Regions from separate parts of the Callithrix jacchus genome. Here region 2 is linked to region 1. The links are chromatin contacts, called in public Hi-C maps. All regions are on one chromosome and are shown on one strand. Each heading gives the region's core, a stretch centred on a gene start, on an enhancer-like site or on the middle of the called end of the contact. The rest is flanking DNA. Distances are from core to core; before and after follow the strand shown. Region 1 overlaps RAPGEF1 (Rap guanine nucleotide exchange factor 1). Region 2 holds the start of RAPGEF1 (Rap guanine nucleotide exchange factor 1).

Evidence for each region. Hi-C and Micro-C count contacts between places; a contact is called where the count stands out from the background.
Region 2: a contact with region 1 is called in a Hi-C map of induced pluripotent stem cells, with 3 times the contacts expected there. The contact joins the promoter of RAPGEF1 here to the enhancer-like site in region 1. A contact is called at or near these places in 2 of 3 Hi-C or Micro-C datasets (induced pluripotent stem cells and skeletal muscle).

Annotation. Positions count from the first base shown.
Region 1 is chr1:180,218,993-180,222,722 of calJac240_pri, reverse strand. RAPGEF1 (Rap guanine nucleotide exchange factor 1) reads left to right here. Exons shown (of 23, transcript XM_035260974.3): 6 at 652-804; 7 at 1,224-1,347; 8 at 1,791-1,974; 9 at 3,652-3,730. Among named protein-coding and RNA genes, the nearest start is that of PRRT1B, 69 kb to the right of the region's middle. Within about 2 kb of position 2,037, at least 2 of the 16 cell types and tissues checked have an H3K27ac peak or open chromatin away from gene starts, as enhancers often do.
Region 2 is chr1:180,322,393-180,326,022 of calJac240_pri, reverse strand. It overlaps RAPGEF1 (Rap guanine nucleotide exchange factor 1), which reads left to right and starts at 1,944. Exons shown (of 23, transcript XM_035260974.3): 1 at 1,944-2,145. The coding sequence starts at 2,085.

The sequences.
Region 1 (3,730 bases), core at 788-3,287:
CTTGAGAGCACTCTGGCTTGATCAAGAGTAAACTGACGTGGATGCTTTTTAGGGTTTATATCCATTTCTACTCCAACCTCCTAGTAGAAATAGAAAACATAAATTTGGAGCCTCTTTTTTTTTGAGACAGAGTCTCTGTTGGCCAGGCTGGAGTGCAGTGGGGCAGTCTGGGCTCATTGTAATCTCCTCTCGGGTTCAGGAGATTCTCCTGCCTCAGCCTTTCAAGTAGTTGAGACTACAAGCATGTGCCACCATGCCCGGCTAATTTTTGTATTTTTAGTAGAGACATGGCTTCACCATATTGGCCACGCTGGTCTCAACCTCCTGACCTCAAGTGGTCTGCCCTCCTTGGCCTCCCAAAGTGCTGGGATTACAGGTGTGAGCCACCACTCCTGGCCTCGAGCATTTTAGAGAGTCCTTAGATCATCTTTAGATGAGGAAACTGAGTGCAAAATTGGGGGCACAGCCAAGCTCCAGTAGCTCATTAGCAACCAAACCAGAACCCCAGGGCTCTGTATTCAGAGAGCCTGCTCCTCAGCCCCACCTCACCCATTGTGTTCTCCCTGGTCACATCCTCACCCTCTAGGGGCCCGTGTATGCTCTGTCCCGTCTTTGACCTTTCATAACCCTGAGTTCTTCCCAATTCTCCAGCCCGGCAGAGCTCCCCCTGACAGACCGAGAGGTAGAGATCCTAAACAAGACAACCGGGATGTCGCAGTCAACCGAGCTCCTCCTAGACGCCGCGGATGAAGAGGTCGCGCCCCCCAAGCCCCCTCTGCCTGGCATTCGGGTGGTTGATAATAGGTAATTACCTTCCTGTTTGTCCAGCACCTCCATGGCATATTGAGCAAGAAAGGGAGGAAGGTAGGGCTCGGGCCATTGCTCCTTAGCGCTGGGGGCTTGGCCCTCCTTGGGAGGCTGACTCCAGAGATGTCTCCACCTCGCCTGGCCCTCTCTGGCCACACTGAGCTCTCCTGAAGCCTTCCTTTTGGCCTCAACCCAGAGACACCTGGTATGATTTATTGTGAAAGGAAAAGAAAGGGTTTTTCTTTTTGGTTCATTTGGTATTTACAGGTTTTATTTTGGTGGAGGGGAGTAGACAAGAGTTGAAGTGTGAATATTGGATGTGGAGAATCTAGTAATGAAAGAACCCCACATCCTGTACCCCACTATCTCTTTGGTGAGTGTGGTTTGGTCTGCCTGGACGTTTTGGTCTGTTTCAGTCCTCCACCAGCGTTGCCACCCAAGAAAAGACAGTCGGCGCCGTCCCCTACCCGAGTGGCTGTGGTGGCCCCCATGAGCCGAGCCACCAGTGGCTCCAGTTTGCCTGTTGGAATCAATAGGCAGGTAATGCAGCCCCTGTTCCCTGCATGGGAAAGCAGGGGAGGGGGTGGGGATGTTCAGAGATTTGGCTCCTGAAGCTGAAAGAAACCCATGGTCTTCAGGCTGGTGTTTGTCACATCGGGGGTGAGACCTTATACTCATCATTCTCTCTCCCGGACATGGTCAGAGTTCCCATATGGGTATGAGGGTCAGGGCAGGGAGGCCAGAGGCAAAGGCATCTCCTGGGGACAGCTGGGCCGCAGCTGACCCCAGCCCCAGACCCCCGACAAACTCCAGATGGCTGCTTCTCAACTGTATGTGTCCTTTGCTTGCTGACGTCAGAGGTGGTTTCTGAGCTGGCCTGGCAGTATTTCCTCCTCTAAGGAAATGCACCGGTTGCCTCACCCCTGATCTCTGCCACTGGTTCTCAAAAGTGACTTGGTTTTGCTTCTCTTTTTCCACTTGAGGATTTCGACGTTGACTGTTACGCACAGAGACGACTGTCAGGAGGCAGCCACTCATACGGTGGAGAGTCGCCCCGCCTGTCACCCTGCAGCAGCATAGGCAAGCTCAGCAAGTCAGATGAGCAGCTTTCCTCTCTGGACAGGGACAGTGGGCAGTGCTCCCGGAACACAAGCTGTGAAACACTAGGTGAGCTGCCAGTGTCCTGTTCCATCCTTCTCCGTGGCTTCTTTGGGGCTATGCAGCCCTGGGTGGGAGTCCCAGGTCATGCGATCATTGATTGTGTGACTTTGGCCAACTCATTTAAAATCTGAGCCTCAGCTTCCTCATCTGCAAAACGAGGGTAACAGTACCTGCCTCCCAAGGAGACACTATAAATGAAATTACAATGTAAAACCACAGCCTGGATATTCAAGCGGTAACTGTTGTTACAGTTCATCTGTTGGTGTGTAATTTGACTCTCTTTACCAAAATTAATAGCCATTTGTGTCAAGAGCTTTAAACAAAGGGGTGGGGGGCCTGACAACACTTGACAGAGGCTGAAGATGAGGAAGCTTCACGAGCCAGCCGTCTGGTTTCGGTGCTGAATGCCTGCTGGGCAGGGGGTTTAGAGAGCAGGAAGCTATTTGTATCCTGTGAACTAGATATTTTCACTTCTGAGAATGTATCCTAGGAGCATAATCAGAGATTAATAGCAAGATTTCACTGGTAGGAAATCACATGAATTGTGGTACACTCATTTGCTGGAATAATCTGTAGCTATTAAAAATCACTCATATTGTTAACTAGAATATGTACGAGACCATTTACATAGTATTCTCAATTGTTTCTCTTTTTTTTTTTTTTTTTTTTTTTGAGACAGAGTCTCACTGTATCACCGAGGCTGAAGTACAGTGAAGCAATCTAGGCTCACTGCAACCTCCACCTCCTGAGTTGATTCTCCTGCCTTACCCCCCGGCAAGTAGCTGGGATTACAAGCATGCGCTACCATATCTGGCTAATTTTTTTTTTTTTTTTTTTTTTTTTTTTTTAAGTAGAGGTGGGGGTTTTACCATGTTGGCCAGGCTGGTCTCAAACACCTGACCTCAGGTGATCTGCTTGCCTCAGCCTCCCAAAGTGCTGGGATTGTAGGCGTGAGCCACTGCACCCAACCAGTTTTTGTATTTTTAGTAGAGGCAGGGTTTCGCCACATTGGCCAGGCTGGTCTCAAACTCCTGGCCTCAAGTGATCAGCCTGCTTCCGCCTTGCAAAGTGCTGGAATAACAGGTGTGAACCACCACACCTGGCCCTCAGTTTGGCTTTTTTAAAAAGGAATCCCAGAGGCAAAAAGGGCATTTAAGGAAATACATCAAAATGTAATAGAGGCCCGGCATAGTGGCTCATGGCTGTAATCTCAGCTATTTGGGAGGCCTGAGGCAGGAGAATTGCTTGAACCCTGGAGGCAGAGGCTGTAGTAAGCCAAGGTTGCAGTGAGCCGAGATTGCAGCACTGCAGTCCAGCCTTGGCGACAGCGAGACTCTGTCTCAAAAAAAAAGTGGGGGGGAAATAGAAAGTACTGTTAAGAATACAGGATTGTGAGTGATTTTTATTTTCCTGATGTAATTTGCCACGGCTTCTGTAATGGTTGTGTATTTTTCTTTTTTTTTTAAGTAAAAAATACAGAAAAGTATAGCAGAACAGCCATATTCCCATCTGGTTTGCTTTTATAATCAGGGAGAAGAATGAAGAATATAACATGTAAATATTAAACCCTGGAGACAGGTCTTTGTCACACACCCATGAGCCAGACAGGGAGAGGTGGGTGCACCTGGCTGCTCCTGCAGGGCCTGTGGCTAACAGGTCTTTTTTTTCCTGTTGTGACTGCAGACCACTATGATCCCGACTATGAATTCCTCCAGCAAGACCTCTCTAACGCAGACCAGATACCTCAACAGACGGCCTGGAG
Region 2 (3,630 bases), core at 695-3,194, 100 kb before region 1:
AGTCATTGGCTTGGGAATAGATGTGTGACTCAAACTGAGCTAATTAGAGTCTGCCATGGAACAATGATGAAAGAGATCCTCTTTGTCCATTGCGGTTGTTAAGCAGGCAGGTGACAGGCCCAGGAGTGCTGGTGCCCAGCTTCACCCTTTGCCACCTTGTAGAGAGAGATGGCCTGAGGATACAGCCAACACAGAAGACCAATGGGCTTATTCCAGAGCCTGGGGTTAGCTGCATTTGGACCTCGCTGTATACCTGGTTTACTAATTATGATCTTCCAAAAATTCCTTTCTTGCTCTAACCAAGCAGGGCTAGGTTTCTGACAGTGCAATCAAGCATCCTAACCAGTACAGGAAGCTGGTCCTGCTGGGGCATGTCAGGGAAGGATTCTCCATAGAAGTGACAGTGAAACTGAGAAGCGAAAGATGACTGGGACCAGTCAGGTGGAGAGGAGGGGAGAGAACATTCTTAAGACAGTGGGAGCAGCTTATGAGAAGGCTCCAAGTTGTCAAGAACTGGGCTTTTGGAATCCATTTGCTTCATTACTTTGTGTGTATTCTACTATAGCTATAAACATCTTTCATGAATAGCCTTTATTAAATAAGATCTGTGACTCCGATTTACCATAATGTCCATTTGCAAAGTACTTTATTGTTTGCAAATCTCTTGTCATTGGATATGTCATAATTTATTAAATATATTTGACTTTGGTCTCACAAACCCCTGACTGCACTTAGTATTCATGCAGTCTAATTTTCTACTTTTCACCCAGGATTTTGGACTTAAAATACTGACTTTTCTCAGCTCAGAAGCCTAGAAGGATTGGAGGCAGCACTGAAAGTGTTTCGGAGTTGGGCCTCGGGCCAGGGGCCAGTTTTGCCTAGTGATGCAGCTGCCAAGAGGGCAACAGGTCCACCCTTGCTCAGAGCATCCATTCATCAGCTGGAAGAGGGAAATGAATTTGGCCTCCCGAGCAACTGGGACTATGGGCACGTGCCACCATGCCCAGCTAATTTTTGTATTTTTAGTAGAGACAGGGTTTCACCATGTTGGCCAGGATGGACTTGATCTCTTCACCTCATGGGCCTCAACCTCCCAAAGTGCTAGGATTACAAGCATGAGCCACCGTGCCCAGCCCGCACCCCTTCTTAACACCAGGGCCTGGGAGTGGCCTCATAGCACCTCCTGCCAGCCCAGACTCCAGGCTGGGTAATGACTCCACTCTGGCATCAAAGCCCTCTGCGGGCCCAGGGTCCATGCCAAGGCGGAGGATCCATTCCCCACTTCCCCACCCCAACCCCATGCCAGTGACCAGGGCCCAATCCCATCAGGGAAAAAAAAGCAGGGGTGCTGCTGGTTTGGGGGGAGGGTCAGGACAGGCTCCCAGTCAGTAGAGCTTGTTGAGTGCTGGTGAGGGTGAGTTCCTTGGCGTGGAGCCTCTGGCCCACAGGGGATGCTGGGCCCGGGATGATGGGAGGATGGGGTAGACATCCATTCCACGTCTTGGGGTGGAAAATCTGGCCCCGCAGGGTCTCTGTGTCTCGGGTGAGGGGACAGGCCAGGCTCTGGGCAACGGAGGATCCTGGGTTGGAGCTGTCAAGTCCCAGGCCTGGACCTGGTGACTCTGGTCCCACAGCAGAGGAATCCGGAATCCCGGGTGGAGTCAGCCCCAGGCCCGGGCGTCGGGACTCCAGATCGGCAGGGGGCGCTGCGTCTCGCGCCTCGCGCGCGAGGCTCGGGCGGCTCCGGGCAGACAGGGGGCGCTGTGGCGGCGCGGCGGGAGCCCGGCAGGTGGCGCTGTGGGCCGTGGCCGCGGCCGAGGCCCGGCGGGCGGGCGGCGGCGCGGTGCTGCAGCCGGCTCGCGAGCCAGGAGAACGGCGGCTGGCGCGCGGGAGGCGGAGCGGCGGCGGCGGGCGCGGCGGGAGCGGCTGGGCCCGGGCGGGCTGGAGCGCGGTCGCCGAGCGCAGGGCCGCGGCCGCGCGGAGCCCGCCATGCCGGCGCGGGTCTGAGGCGTGGCGAGCCAGGGCCGAGGCGAGCGGCGGGCGCGCCGCCCCTGTCGCCCCGCGGCGGGCCCGGCCCGGGCCCGATGAGCGGCGGCCTCGGCCTCCGGCGCAGCCCGGAAATGTCCGGCAAGATCGAGAAAGCAGGTGAGGAGCGGGCGCGGGGCGGCTCCCTCCGGCCCCGCCGGGCCCGCGGGCTCCGCCGATCACCGGCCGAGCGCGAGTCCCCCGGGATGCGCGGCCCTGCGTGCGCCGGGGCGGGGTGAGGCCACCGAGGCCTCGCCGGGGCGCCTGGCAGCTTCTCCTCCAGGCCCATTCCCGGCCGAGCGCGGGGGAAGCGGCCGCTGCGTGGGCACCGGGGGCCGGGCCGGGCGGGGCCCTGTGACCCGGGGTCGGGCGCACGAGCCGCTTCGCGGTCCCCGGGAACTTCCGAAAATGGCTCGAGCCCCGGGCAGGGGAAGAACCGCCCGGGCCGCGTGCTGCGGCGGCTGCGGAGATCCGTGCCCGGCCTGGGCTCCGCACTCGGAAGGTGAGCCGCCCTGAGCTGTAAAATGTGTCATTTCTAATGAGCCTGGAGTTTAAATTTAACCAGAAGCGTCCACTTCGGTTGCTTCAAAGGAAGCAGGCTGGATATGTGGGGGCGTTTCGAGGACGCAGTCAAGTTTCCCCCCGACTCTGATCAAGCTCAGACGGGCAAGGAGGGCAGGTGGGGGGGCCGGTGGGTGTGAGTAGATGATAAATCTTGATGCAGACCTTATCTCTTTGTGTGTTCCTAGAAATCTCGGGGAGTTGCCTTCCGAGTCGCTGGGTTTGCCTGTCCTGGGAATAGAGTCTCCAAAGATTCAATGACTGTCCTGCATATGAGACCCCGGGCTTCATTAGCCTGCGGCACCTTTGGAGTCCAGATGCGAATCCTTGGGTGTAAGGTGAGGTGGGTGGGTGTTCCGGGGGTCCTTTACTGGGGGCATGGCCTGTGGTCATAACCCAGGTACCAGGTTAGCTTTACGGCTGAATTAGGGAAAGTAGATTTTTAGAGTGCTGCCAGGGAGGTCTGTGGCTTTGATTGTGGAAGTTGCTTATGTTTCCCGGGTTGAGTATGGGATATTTCTGTGGGCTGCACCCTTGCAGCGTACCCACGAGGCAATGTGACATTTGCAGGCTGTGGTTGAAGCACAGAAGGACATATTTGTAGGCGTTGTTGAGGGTTTACTGTATATCTGACTCTTATTACCTAAAATGCATTGCTTCTTAAATTTTTGAAGCTTGTCTGTGGGAAAGAATATGGTCCCAGTTTTACAGGCTCACAGAGGTTCAGTGAATTCCAACTGTCCAGCCAGCAAGAGGGTAGCAGGTGGGGTATTGATTCCTGGGCCCTCTGACCAGAAGCCGGGGTGCTTTTCTCAGGGGCAGGACGGTTGGGTGCAGGTGCCATTTCTTGGGTATTTTTCTCACTGATCTGGAGCGCCTGCCGCTTTGCCCACTGACCATGAGTTGCCATCCTGTACACCTGCTGCTCCAGAAATATCTTGGGTTCATCCGTGCAGCATTTCTCAGGAACTTCTTGTAGTGTCTTATCAGAATGTACTGTTGGGAAACTTGGATAATTTATTTTATCCAGTTGCACTGGGCTCT